2 separate regions of the Macaca mulatta genome follow, and region 1 is linked to region 2. The links are chromatin contacts, called in public Hi-C maps. All regions are on one chromosome and are shown on one strand. Each heading gives the region's core, a stretch centred on a gene start, on an enhancer-like site or on the middle of the called end of the contact. The rest is flanking DNA. Distances are from core to core; before and after follow the strand shown. Region 1 holds the start of HSPA6 (heat shock protein family A (Hsp70) member 6). Region 2 holds the start of DUSP12 (dual specificity phosphatase 12).

What was found. A called contact is a pair of places that touch in the nucleus more often than the background predicts.
Region 1: a contact with region 2 is called in a Hi-C map of fetal cortical plate, with 1.8 times the contacts expected there. The contact joins the promoter of HSPA6 here to the promoter of DUSP12 in region 2. A contact is called at or near these places in 2 of 14 Hi-C or Micro-C datasets (fetal cortex germinal zone and fetal cortical plate).

Annotation. Positions count from the first base shown.
Region 1 is chr1:105,332,973-105,340,035 of T2T-MMU8v2.0, reverse strand. HSPA6 (heat shock protein family A (Hsp70) member 6) reads left to right here and starts at 1,827. Exons shown (of 2, transcript XM_015113951.3): 1 at 1,827-3,916; 2 at 3,919-5,486. The coding sequence starts at 3,346. The coding sequence ends at 5,267. It overlaps TRNAG-GCC (transfer RNA glycine (anticodon GCC)), which reads right to left and starts at 2,664; the gene lies at 2,594-2,664.
Region 2 is chr1:105,160,498-105,167,982 of T2T-MMU8v2.0, reverse strand. DUSP12 (dual specificity phosphatase 12) reads left to right here and starts at 1,401. Exons shown (of 5, transcript XM_015114018.3): 1 at 1,401-1,777; 2 at 3,315-3,428; 3 at 3,514-3,632; 4 at 5,159-5,241. The coding sequence starts at 1,434.

The DNA of each region.
Region 1 (7,063 bases), core at 578-3,077, 170 kb before region 2:
TATAGTGAAGTGGTTTGGCTGTGTCCCTACCCAAATATCATCTTGAATTCCCACAACACATGGGAGGGACCCAGTGGAAGGTAACTGAATCATGGGGCAGATCTTTCCCATGCTTTTCTTGTGATAGTAAGTCTCACGAGATCTGATGGTTTTAAAAAGGGGAGTTTCCCCACACAAGCTCTCTCTTGTCTGCCACCATGTGAGACGTGACTTTCATCTTTTGCCATGATTGTGAGGCCTCCCCAGCCACGTGGAACTATAAGTCCGTTAAACCTTTCTTTTGTAAATTGCCCAGTCTCAGGCATGTCTTTATTAGCAGTGTGAGAATGGGCTAATACATACAACTTGCTTTTTTTTTGTACTCAATATTGAGTCGTGAGCATTGTACCACTTTACAATGTCTATTTAAGTTATTACTTTAAGGTCAGTTCTATTTTTAAAGCTACTCAAACTAAGCTACTAAACATAAGTGGATATATTTAAGTGTATGTATAAAATTTGTACTAGGCCAACTGTGGTGGCTCATGCCTGTAATCCCAGAGCCGTGGAAGGTGGAGGCGGGATTGATTGAGGCTAGGAGTTCAAGGCTGCAGTGAGCTGGGATTGCATCACTGTACTCCAGCCTGGGGAACAGAGCAGGAACCAGAAAAAAAAAAAAAAAAACTAAAATGAAAAAAACCCCAACAACCCTGCAGTGACTCTTTTACAAAAAACAAGCAAACAAAACCAAAACTGTACTGCATGCATAAGCTCCCCTGTGCTATGTTTGAACCACTCTGAAGAGATCAATTAAAAAGAAGTGAGTGACATTGGAAGCATGCCTGTGTGATGCTGTGGTAACATTCATAGGCTGCGTTAGGGCCATACCTGTAACTCTTGGAGGTGAGTGGGTAAGTGGGGTTTTGAGGTGGCTAGGGGCTGGAAGAGAAGGTTGGAAGAGTCCACACAAGAGAATCCCTTAACAAGCCAGTGCACAGACCCCCTGGCTGGGCCAGCTTTTCCCTGCTGAGGTGAAGACACGTCTCTTGCAGGCCGTCAGCAAATGTCTTGACTCTGGCATCCAGCTGTGACCAGCTTAGACACTGAGAGTGAGTGAATTTAAAGCCGACAGCTTATTTCCCTCCTGGAGTTATGACATAGGTTACTTCTTTTCGACGACAGTTTGATTTTCCACTGTGGAAGTCATATATTGCCCAGTTCTTTAAACATTCCTTTTTTTTCCCTGGACTGATCACCTTACCAGTACAGCTGATCTCTCAAGCAGCAAATTCTACCAGCTGTCACTGGTGCTCTCCGAGAGAGGACTGACCAAAAAACTCAGCCCAGGAACAGTACTGACCTCTACTTCTGGACTCCTGCCTCCCTCTTAAAAGGTCTCTCGAACTTCCTAGTGGGTTCTAACCTGTCAAAGGAGAAAATAGCCACCTATGGAGGAAGGGCTTTTAGTTTGTCTTTTTACAAATGGAAGTTTCCTTTGAATCAGGCAAGTAACATTAAATAAAAGCCAACTTTTTTTTTTTTTTTTTTTGAGACGGAGTCTTGCTGTGTCACCCAGGCTGGAGTGCAATGGCCAGATCTCGGCTCACTGCAAGCTCCGCCTCCCGGGTTCACGCCATTCTCCTGCCTCAGCCTCCCGAGTAGCTGGGACTACAGGCACCTGCCACCTCGCCCGGCTAGTTTTTTTTTGTATTTTTTATTAGAGACGGGGTTTCACCGTGTTAGCCAGGATGGTCTCGATCTCCTGACCTCGTGATCCGCCCGTCTCGGCCTCCCAAAGTGCTGGGATTACAGGCTTGAGCCACCGCGCCCGGCCAAAAGCCAACTTTTAAGTTTCTCTAATACACTGCTAAATTATAACACCAGAATATAACACATACTCTCCAGCTGCCAGCCATTACAGTTGCCACCCTTGTTACTATAGTGGTATGTCTGCCTGTCATGCATGAGAGAGGGGTTCGATTCCCGGATGGGGAGGTCACGGAAAATTGTGTGAGGATTTTGTCAACCTTCAGAAGTCTCAGAAATGTCTCCTTGTTTGGCTTTCAGTAGAAATCCGAACACCAGAAGATCTGAATGGAATGTTCTGGATTTAAAAAAGTGGGAAATGGCCTCAAATCACAAAGTCACAGCCTGATAGAAACCAGTGTGACTTTACTGCCCAGTGAACCCATCTCATCCTCCAGCATTTAGGGCATAGGTCGGACTGGAGCCTGTAGTAGTTTACTCTCCACCTGAGTCCTGGTCTCTGACTCAGAACCCACTTAGGCCACTGAGAAAAATGCACACTGGGCCTCTCCACTGGGCCTCTGGAGAGGAGGCTCCTCGGTGTTACAAACGCTGGGGAGAACATGAGGGACATCCCGACCATACACTGCGTCCTCCTTTCCCAGGTGTTGCATTCTCTCTTGGGCTGAGCGGCGAGGTCTCTCCCGAGTCGTAGGGCCACAGCGCGATGTCACCTCTCCTTTGAGGAAAGTGGTAAAGGAGAGAGAACAAAATTGGAGGAGCCTAAAGCCTTCGGCGACATGGTTTAATTTATTCAAGAGTCATTAACCTTAGATGAGAAAAATAACTGAATAGAGAAAATAAAGCGTGCATTGGCCGGGAATCGAACCCGGGCCTCCCGCGTGGCAGGCGAGAATTCTACCACTGAACCACCAATGCTACTACAGAACAAAAGAGCTGCATGATCATTTCTTAAAGCTTAGTATCATTCCTTAACGCTCTCTCTGGCCATTCACGAAGGAATCAGGCACCGTCTTAAATCGCGGTTTGGAAAATATTTTGTTCAAGATAAAACTGTTTTAAGATATACACATATATCTCTTATATATCTGTATTCGCATGGTAACATGCTTTTGGGCTTCCTGAGCCGCTGGACTCGCAGCGGCCCTCCAAGGCAGCGGGCAGGACCCTGTGCACCTCGCGGATCCGACCTCCCACAGCCCCGGGGAGGCCTTGCCTCTAAAGTTGCTGCCTTTGCAGCCTCTGCCACAGCGGCGCAACCTCAGAGCCAGCCGGGAGGAGCTAGAACCTTCCCCACGTTTCTTCAGCAGCCCTGAGTCAGAGGCGGGCTGGCCTGGCGTAGCCGCCCCGCCCCCCATCTCATGACCGGATCCGCCAAAGCCTTCTCCCGCGGTCAGCGCCGCGCGGGCCGCCGAGCTGCCCGGCTGAGTCAGCCCAGGAGGCGCAAAAGGATAAAAATCCCGTGGAAGCGGAGCTGAGCAGAGCCGAGCCGGGCTGGCTGGAGAGAAACCGCAGGGAGAGCCTCACTGCTGAGCGCCCGTTGACGGCGGAGCTGCAGCAGCGTCCCTGGCCTCGCGCATCAGACGAGAAGCTTCAGCCATGCAGGCCCCACGGGAGCTCGCGGTGGGCATCGACCTGGGCACCACCTACTCGTGCGTGGGCGTGTTTCAGCAGGGTCGCGTGGAGATTCTGGCCAACGACCAGGGCAACCGCACCACGCCCAGCTACGTGGCCTTCACCGACACCCAGCGGCTGGTCGGGGACGCGGCCAAGAGCCAGGTGGCCCTGAACCCGGACAACACCGTGTTCGACGCCAAGCGGCTGATCGGTCGCAAGTTCGCGGACACCACGGTGCAGTCGGACATGAAGCACTGGCCCTTCCAGGTGGTGAGCGAGGGCGGCAAGCCCAAGGTGCGCGTGTCCTACCGCGGGGAGGACAAGACGTTCTACCCCGAGGAGATCTCGTCCATGGTGCTGATCAAGATGAAGGAGACAGCCGAGGCCTATCTGGGCCAGCCCGTGAAGCACGCGGTGATCACCGTGCCCGCCTACTTCAATGACACGCAGCGCCAGGCCACCAAGGACGCGGGGGCCATCGCGGGGCTCAACGTGCTGCGGATCATCAATGAGCCCACGGCGGCCGCCATCGCCTATGGGCTGGACCGGCGGGGCGCAATGTGCTCATTTTTGACCTGGGTGGGGGCTCCTTCGACGTGTCGGTTCTCTCCATTGACGCCGGTGTCTTTGAGGTGAAAGCCACTGCTGGAGATACCCACCTGGGTGGAGAAGACTTCGACAACCGGCTGGTGAACTACTTCATGGAAGAATTCCGGCGGAAGCATGGGAAGGACCTAAGTGGGAACAAGCGGGCCCTGCGCAGGCTGCGCACAGCCTGTGAGCCAGCCAAGCGCACCCTGTCCTCCAGCACCCAGGCCACCCTGGAGATAGACTCGCTGTTCGAGGGCGTGGACTTCTACACGTCCATCACTCGTGCGCGCTTTGAGGAACTGTGCTCAGACCTCTTCCGCAGTACCCTGGAACCGGTGGAGAAGGCCCTGCGGGATGCCAACCTGGACAAGGCCCAGATTCATGACGTCGTCCTGGTGGGGGGCTCCACTCACATCCCCAAGGTGCAGAAGTTGCTGCAGGACTTCTTCAGCGGCAAAGAGCTCGACAAGAGCATCAACCCTGATGAGGCTGTGGCTTATGGGGCTGCTGTGCAGGCGGCCGTGTTGATGGGGGACAAGTGTGAGAAAGTACAGGATCTTCTGCTGCTGGATGTGGCTCCCCTGTCTCTGGGACTGGAGACAGCAGGTGGGGTGATGACCACGCTGATCCAGAGGAAGGCCGCTATCCCCACCATGCAGACCCAGACTTTCACCACCTAGTCGGACAACCAGCCTGGGGTCTTCATCCAGGTGTATGAGGGTGAGAGGGCCATGACCAAGGACAACAACCTGCTGGGGCGTTTTGAACTCAGTGGCATCCCTCCTGCCCCACGTGGAGTCCCCCAGATAGAGGTGACCTTTGACATTGATGCTAATGGCATCCTGAGCGTGACAGCTGCTGACAGGAGCACAGGTAAGGATAACAAGATCACCATCACCAATGACAAGGGCCGGCTGAGCAAGGAGGAGGTGGAGAGGATGGTTCATGAAGCCGAGCAGTGCAAGGCTGAGGATGAGGCCCAGAGGGACAGAGTGTCTGCCAAAAACTCGCTGGAGGCCCATGTCTTCCTTGTGAAAGGTTTTTTGCAAGAGGAAAGCCTTAGGGACAAGATTCCCGAAGAGGACAGGCGCAATGTGCAAGACAAGTGTCAGGAAGTCCTTGCCTGGCTGGAGCACAACCAGCTGGCAGAGAAGGAGGAGTATGAGCATCAGAAGAGGGAGCTGGAGCAAATCTGTCGCCCCATCTTCTCCAGGCTCTATGGAGGGCCTGGTGTCCCTGGGGGCAGCAGTTGTGGCGCTCAAGCCCGTCAGGGAGACCCCAGCACTGGCCCCATCATTGAGGAGGTTGATTGAATGGTCCTTCGTGGTAAGTCAGCTGTGAATGTCAGGGCTGTGGTATGGGCCTTCTAGACTGTCTTCTATGATCCTACCCTTCAGAGATGAAGGGCTGGGGGGTCTTCTCCCCAAAGCTAGAACTTTCTTCCCAGAATATTTCATAACTGAAGTCTTTTGACTTTCTGTGGGGAGGGAAGTTCGTCCTCTTCTGCTTCAAATAAAAAGTCATTAATTTATTAATGCTCGTGTGACACTTTTCATTCCAACCAATCAAAGTACAAAAGTACACAAAGGCTTTCAGGAGCAGAAAATGTTGGGGTGGGTGCTGAAGGAGGAATGTGAAGAATATTCCTGAGACCATGTGCATGATTTCTATAGTGGAAGGCATGATTTGGAAAAGAGTTTGAGATCAACACATTGGAACAGTACTGAAGAGTTAGGGCTGATAAAGAGGAGAGGATTGAGACTTACAATGCAGGAAGAGAGGGAGAGATGTGGAATTGGAAAAGCAGAGAATGAGGAGAAACTTAAGTACTGGCAAGGTTTCCATATGTGATCCTATGATACAAATTCTGTATTTTTGTCATAGGAGCCTGGTTTAGTTTGTCAGTCTAGGTGTTTTAGTAACACTAACAAATAGTTTACATGCTTATTAGCTGTTTCTAATCATGTCACTTTATCCATTGTTCTTTTAGAGAAAAGACCTTGAGTCCTGGACTCTGGAGGATGGTATATGTCAGAGGAAGTAGGTCTGGTGGTATGATTAAAGTTACTATTGACTTCATGTCAGAGAAATATTATGATCCCATCTGGTTTCTGCCTATGGCATAATGAGGATGTTGGAACAAGACTATAGATTTTCAGCCCTGCCACTTTATATACTGTGCAAATTAAACTCTCCAAGTTTGAGTTTCCCCTTCCCTGCAGTTGGGGTGATGATGATAACAGTACCAACCTCCAGATTGTTGTGAGGGTTCAATTAATTAATACGTGTAAGAGGCAAAGAAGAATGTCAGGCATATAATATACTATCAACAAACATTAGCAATTACTATTCATTGTTAGTTGGATGTTAACTACGTACCAGGTACTTGACATACACAATCTAACTTAATCTTCACAGCAGCATTATGGAATACTGTCTTCTTTTTGAATATGAGGATTATGAGGTTCAAAGAGGTTAAACAATTTATTCAAAGACACAAAGCTATTAAGTGGGGACAGGGGAAGGGAAGGCTGGAATGAAGAACTCTGTCCTGTCTAATTCTAGAGCCTGAGCATGCCACCTTACAAATAGGCCATAACTCCACTTCCCCTAGATGTTTTGCAATTGGATATATTATGCCTTTGAAATACAGTTGGATGCTGAGCCACGTGAGAAAAAGTGCATTTTATTGTATATTTGCAGAGACGGAGTCTTGCTCTGTCACCTAAGCTAGAGTGCAGTGCCACCATCTCGACTCACTGCAACCTCTGCCTCCCGGGTTCAACCGATTCTTCTGCCTCAGCCTCCTGAGTAGCTGGGATTACAGGTGCCTGCCATCACACCCAGCTAATTTTTGTATTTTTATTAAAGATGGGACAATGTTGGTCAGGCTGGTCTCAAACTCCTGACCTCAGGTGATCCTCCTGCCTCAGCCTCCAAAAGTGCTGGGATTACAGGTGTGAGCCACCACGCCCAGCTAGTTGTGTGTTTTTTATAGCAAGTGACTGAACTTGCAAAATATCCTCAGGCACAACTTTACTGCCAGTTGAGTCAATGACAATATAAAAGCAAGGATATTTGCCTTTGCTTTGTTGGTGTAAACAAAATA
Region 2 (7,485 bases), core at 152-2,651:
GCCAGTGGGCAGGCAGGACAGAGCCATATTTCTCTCATTACTGAAAACGGGCAAGATAAATATCACTGAATTATTTCCCTAGTAAGGAATATTAATAATTAACAGCCCTGGGAAAAGAATGCATTCCCAGAGGAGGCCTCTAAAATGGCTGCTCTGGGGGTGTCTGTCTTATGCAGATGTAGATAGGGATGAAACACGCCCTAGTCTTCTGCAGTGCCCCCAGGCTTGCTAGGATTAGGAAATTCCAGCCTGGCAAATTCTAGTCAGACCAGTTCTCTGCTCTTGAACCTTGTTTATCCATGACAATGTGTGCACAGCTGGACATGGAAGTTCATTAGTGATTCTAGTTTCACTCTGACTTTGTGATCTCGCCCTGACCTCCTGCCTTGTGATCTTTTGTCGCCCTTGAAGCGTGTGATCTCTGTGACCCACACTCGATTTGTGCACTCCCTCTCTTTTGAAAATTGCTAATAAAAACTTGCTGGTTTTGTGGCTCAGGGGGCATGATGGAACCTGCTGACATGTGATGTCTCCCCTAGACACCGAGCTTTAAAATTTCTCTCTTTTGTACTCTTTCCCTTTATTTCTCAGACCAGCTGACACTTAGGGAAAATAGAAAAGAACCTACGTGAAATATTGGGGGCTGAATTTCCCCCAATAGTCCTCCCTATACAAGAGATAAATAAAAGATACTCATAGTACTGAGTATCTTCCTGCAGCATTCAATCTGGAGCAAAGCCGGCTTCCTTAAACCCTTTCCAAAAATCCCCAGATAAAAGCCCAAAATCTGTATAGGATCTTCCTAACATCCTCGTGCTGAGATGCCCTGAAACTCTCCATAGCTCATGACTGAGTAATAAAACCAACTTGCTTAATTAAAGTTGGTTTCGGGTAGTCCTGGCTGGAGGACATTGACTTACAAAAATATAGGATTAACATCTTCAAAATAAATAGACAGTAAACATCAACAAGGATTCACACACCAATAATGAAATTGGGCAGAAAAAGGAAAAATAATCATAAGATGCAAAGTACAGATGGCTTTATAATACTGAAAATAATTGTACTTCAAATGCATAAAATGACGCTTCTGATTCAGCCGGTGCGACCTTTATTTCACATTTGAGTTCAGCTGCTCCTGATGTCTCTCTCCTGAAAATTTCAATATTAAAAGCCAGAGAAACCCTGTATTTGGGGAAGCTTATCCTTTACCATCAACTTTGGGGTGGGGGTCAGAGGGAACAGGGCACGAAACGCCGCGCTGAATGGGGCCGAAGCTCCGCCCCTTAGCGATAAGTCCATTTTCCTGCGGCCAACGTTGTCCTCCAAGGGAGCAGCTGAGCCGCTGAGGCTGGCGAGTCCCAGGGGAAGGATGTTCTAGCCGGAGCCTACTCGATGGTAGGGCAGGAGCCGCCTGGTGTCTGGGCGCGGCCATGTTGGAGGCTCCGGGCCCGAGTCATGGCTGCGAGCCCTGCAACCCCGGTGCCAGCAGAGCCACCTGCGCCGGGCAGATGCTGGAAGTGCAGCCAGGACTGTATCTCAGTGGGGTCGCGGCCGTCGCGGAGCCAGACCACTTGAGGGAAGCGGGCATCACGGCCGTGCTAACGGTGGACTCGGAGGAGCCCAGCTTCAAGGCGGGGCCTGGGGTCGAGGATCTGTGGCGCCTCTTCGTGCCAGCGCTGGACAAACCCGAGACCGATCTGCTCAGCCATCTGGACCGGTGCGTGGCCTTCATCGGTCAGGCCCGCGCTGAGGGCCGTACGGTGTTGGTGCACTGGTGAGTGGCCGGGTCAGTGGCGACGTGCCCCGCCAAGCACCCCTTTCCTTCCGAGGCCCTCGGGAGGACGAGAGCGCGGTCATGCCGCGTGAACCTCCTCCAGCTACCTCCCGCAGGAGGCGTGTATCCAAGAGAGGAGGAGGCTGGAGGCGGGCCCCTGGTGTGTGCAGGCTTTCATTCATTCATGCTTTAGTTGGTTCTTCCTGCTGCAACAGAGGGCGGGGGAGGTGTCATCCGATAAATGACAAATTACCTACGCCCCAAGGAGTTTACGGCTCTGTTGGAGAAGCTAGACACCCACCGATGATTGTAATGCAGATTAGGTTGCTTGGTGTCTTGTAAACAGGATTTACAAAGATTTAGGGTTCAATGTTTTTGTTTGGGATGGGTAGGGGGTGGTTGATGAAGAGGAGAATTGGTTTGGATCTAAAGGATCCCTGGGCTTTACCTAGGGAGGAGATAGTTGCAGCAAAGACAAAAAGAAAATGGGAATCCCGGCAGGGCGCGGTGGCTCACGCCTGTAGTCCCAGCACTTTGGGAGGCAGGCGGATCACGAGGTCAGGAGTTCCAGACCAGCCTGGCCAATATGGTGAAACCACGTCTCTAACAAAAATACAAAAATTAGCCGGGCGTGGTGGCGCTCGTCTGTAGTCTCAGCTACTCGGGAGGCTGAGGCAGGAGAATCACTTTGAACCTGGGAGGCAGAGGTTGCAGGGAGCCGAGGTTGTGCCACAGCACTCCAGCCTGGGCAACAGAGCAAGACTCCATCTCAAAAAAAAAAAAAAAAAAAAAAAAAGAAAAGAAAAGAAAATGGGAATCCCTAAGCAGTTCTTGGTTGGATTGGAGTATAATAACAATAGTTTAAATTTATTGAGCACATAAAAGACAGAAGATAGTGATAGAATCGAAGGAAGTCTGGGACCAGATTTTGAGGTCCCTGAATGCTAAGATGAAAGGAGATTGGATTTGTTTTTGTTTTGTTTTATTTATTTTTATTTTGAGTCTTGCTCTGTCACCCAGGCTGCAGTGTAGTAGCGTAATTACGGCTCACTGCAGTCTCAACCTCCCAGGCTCAAGTGATCCTCCCGCCTCAGCCTCCAGAGTAGCTGGGACTACAGGCACGCGCCACCACATCCGGCTAATTTTTTGTAGAGGTGGGGTCTCACTTTGTTGCCCAGGCTGGTCTCCAACTCCTGGGCTCAAGCAATCCCGTACCTCGGCCGCCCAAAGTGCTGGGATTTCAGGGGTAAGTAAGCCACTGTGTCTAGCCAGGAGTTTGGATTTGTTCTGAGCCATTATAAAAAATTTTAAAATTACTGTTATTATTTTTGAATAGGTAATACAGTCACATGGTTCAGAATTCAAGAGGAAAAAGGAATAATTCTTTTGTACCTGATAATATTTCAGAGGCAATGGGCTTATCTGAGAAGTAGAAATGAAGTGGGCCTAAACTTTACTATTAATAGGGGGCTGGGTTTTGTGTGTTTGTTTTTAATTGTTGCTATTTGCTGTTTTATTTTAAAGGTCTCTTTTTCAGTCACGCAGGAGTCAGTCGAAGTGTGGCCATAATAACTGCTTTTCTCATGAAGACTGACCTACTTCCCTTTGAAAAAGCCTATGAAAAGCTCCAGATTCTCAAACCAGAGGCCAAGTGGGTTCTTTTTTTTATAGTAATAATTCTGCTTTTGTGATGTTATTTTAAGAAAATGAAACTTTGTATTTCTTTATCATTACAGGATGAATGAGGGGTTTGAGTGGCAACTGAAATTATACCAGGCAATGGGATATGAAGTGGATACCTCTAGTGCAATTTATAAGCAATATCGTTTACAAAAGGTTACAGAGAAGTATCCAGGTAAGTAATAATCACTAGTGTGTAATGGGCTTTCTAAATGTCATTTACTTTTGGCATTGCATGCATTACCTCACTTCCAGCAATCCCCGAGAAACTATTGTTTCTTTTTGAAACTGATTTAGCCAGAAATAACTTATTCAAAATCACATGGTTTATAAATGGCAGGGTTGGGATTTGAACTCGGTCAGCCTGTGCCCAGAACCTAAGTACTTAAATCACTGTCCTCTCCTACCTTAGCCTGATTTCTCAACACTGGAATTTGATTTTTTTTTTTTATTTTAATTTCTGAGGTTAGCACTTCTTGCCTCAATTTGACATTAACTGAATTTATCTGAAAATGCAGTTGATTTTGACAAATAAATACATTTTAGTTATATCATATAGAATTGCAGAATTTACCTCAAGAACTCTTTGCTGTTGACCCAACCACGGTTTCACAAGGATTGAAAGATGAGGTTCTCTACAAGTGTAGAAAGTGCAGGTAAAATATTTTGTATCCTTTGGATATTTTATCTTCTCAGTAACTGAAAAGTAGCTAAAGTTTTATTTTCTTAAATTTCTGTAGGAAGATTTTGTTTAATTGAAGAATATAGAAATTTTTAGTTCAGATCTGTTTTCAGGAAGAATATAAATTCTTAAAAAGAGAAATAATCAGATTGTAAGGGTTATTGAAAATTTAAGTAGCATAATCAGTGTTACATTATTTTGTCCTCTAAGCAATATTGCACATATTGCTGGGTGCGGTGGCTTATGTCTGTAATACCAGCACTTTGGGAGGCCCAGGCAGGCAGATCACCTGAGGTCAGGAGTTTGAGACTAGCCTGGCCAAAGTGGTGAAACCCCGGCCAGGCGCGGTGGCTCATGCCTGTAATCCCAGCACTTTGGGAGGCCGAGGCGGGCGGATCACAAGGTCAGGAGATCGAGACCATCCTGGCTAACACGGTGAAACCCCCTCTCTACTAAAAATACAAAAAAATTGGCCGGGAGTGGTGGCCGGCACCTGTAGTCCCAGCTACTGGGGAGGCTGAGGCAGGAGAATGGCGTGAACCCAGGAGGGGGAGCTTGCAGTGAGCCGAGATTGCGCCACTGCACTCCAGCCTGGGCGACAGAGCGAGACTCCATCTGAAAAAAAAAAAAAAAAGTGGTGAAACCCCGTGTCTATTAAAACTACAAAAATTAGCTGGCCATGGTGGCGGGTGGCTGTAATCCCAGCTACTCAGGAGGCTGAGGCGGGAGAATCAGTTGAACCCAGGAGGGGGAGGTTGCAGTGAGCTGTGATCACACCACTGCACTCCAGCATGGGCGACAGAGTGAGACTCTGTCTCAAACAAACAAACAAACAAAAAAGAAATACTGCACATTTAATCCATGTTTTCATCCTTTTGGAAGTCATTAATGTTTTTGTTTGTTTGGGGGTTGCAGGCGATCATTATTTCGAAGTTCTAGTATTCTGGATCACCATGAAGGAAGTGGACCTATAGCCTTTGCACACAAGAGAATGACACCATCTTTCATGCTTACCACAGGGAGACAAGCTCAATGTACATCTTATTTCATTGAACCTGTACAGTGGATGGAATCTGCTTTGTTGGGAGTGATGGATGGACAGGTGAGAACACATTTTATTTTCTACAATTTTATTTTATCATCTATATTTTATTCCTTCTTGCATTTTATTTTATTTTATTTTATTTTATTTTTTATTTTTTTGAGGCAGAGTCTCGCTCTCTTGCCCAGGCTGGAGTGCAGTGGCTGGATCTCAGCTTGCTGCAAGCTCCACCTCCTGGGTTCACACCATTCTCCTGCCTCAGCCTCCTGAGTAGCTGGGACTACAGGCGCCCGCCGCCTCGCCTGGCTAGTTTTTTGTATTTTTTAGTGGAGACGGGGTTTCACTGTGTTAGCCAGGATGGTCTCGATCTCTTGACCTCGTGATCCACCCGTCTTGGCCTCCCAAAGTGCTGGGATTACAGGCTTGAGCCACCCTTCTTGCATTTTAAACTCTTATTTTAACTAGTGTTTTACTCCATTTAATTCCTTTATTTCTGAAGATTATATCTTTCTAGTGTAGATAAGCCTATCAAAAATAAAATATTTTTCAAAAACCAGCTGATCCAAAATAGTGAACTACTTCTGGTTGAGAGCCCTGGCCTAAGTTAATAAATTTCCTTTAAGGCTATTTATATTTTTTCAAATATAAGACTAACATTTATTTTTAAACTAATTAGAATATGTTGGCTGAGCACTCATGCCTCATTAGCTCATGCCTGTAATCTGAGCACTTTGGGAGGCTGAGGCGGGAGGATCGCTTGAGCCCAGGGTTTCAAGACTAGCCTGGGCAACATAGTGAGACCTCATCTCTATAAAAGAAAGTAAACAATTTTTAATTAAAAAAAAATGTATTTAACAATATTTGAACTTTTATAATAAGAGTAGGGTAAATCAGGGATTTTAAAATTAGGTTAAAAGTTCTGTCTTTCTTCTTCTCTGTTGGCTTCCTGTATGTGTCTCTCTTTTTTTTCTGATCTTTTAGGAAATTGAAATTTAGTATGTTTTACTATGAGATTCTTTTTCATTTCCAGTTAAATAATGCAGCTCATTCTCTTGCTCCTATAACCAGTGTGTGGGGAAAAAAAGAAAAACAAAGAATGCAGTTCATGTGACATTTTACATAAAGAAGTGTTTAACTTGGTGGGAGCGTGCCATGACAGCCACATTTCTCCTTTAGGTTTACTTGATATTAATGTGAAGGTATTCTATAATAATAATTATAATAATGATTTTGAAAGTTTGTATGGTTTGTATAAAAGTTTGTATAGTGGCTATTTTATGAACCCTTTTACTATATTATACCATTTGAAGAATGCCATAGCTTTATAAAATAGGTAGAGCAGTTATATTCATACGTTATGCATGAGGAAACTGTGTTTTTTTTTTTTTTTTGAGTTGGAGTCCTGCGCTGTTGCCCAGCCTGGAGTGCAGTGGCACGATCTCGGCTCACTGCAGGTTCCGCCTCCCGGGTTCACGCCCGTTCTCCTGCCTCAGCCTCTGGAGTAGCGAGGACTACAGGCGCATGCCACCAGGCCTGGCTAATTTTTTTGTATTTTTAGTAGAGACGGGGTTTCACCACGTTAGCCAGTATGGTCTCGATCTCCTGACCTCGTGATTCGCCCGCCTCAGCCTCCCAAAGTGCTGGGATTACAGGCGTGAGCCACTGCGCCCGCCCGGCCAGGAAACTGTTTACGAGTAGTGTCTTGCCTAGAAAGTGGTACCCTATGATCAAACTCACATTTTCAGATGATGCTGCTTTTTAAGAAACAGCCTTATTATAGTATAATTCACATAGATACAATTTACCTATTTAAGGTGTACAATTCAGTGGTTTTTAAAGTGTATTCACGGTGTTTTTTGCAACCGTCATGTATTAGTTCATGTTCACACTGCTATAAAGATAGTACGTGAGACTGGGTAGTTTATAAAGGAAAGAGGTTTAATTGGCTCATGGTTCTGCATGGCTGGGGAGGCCTCAGAAAACTTATTATCATGGTGGAAGGGAAAGCAGACCTCTTCTTCACAAGGTGGCAGGAGAGAGAAGCATGTGTGAGGTTGAAACTGTCAAACACTTATAAAACCATCAAAATTTATGAGTACTCATTCACTATGGCGAGAACAGTATGGGGGAATCTGCCTCCATGATCCAGTCACCTCCCTTCCTCCACACGTGGGGATTACCATTTGATTTGAGATGGGATTTGGATGGGGACACAGAACCAAACCATATCACATCACAATTCACATTCCTACTCGTCTCATTCTTTTTTTTGTTTGTTTTTCTTTTGAGACGGAGTTTTGCTCT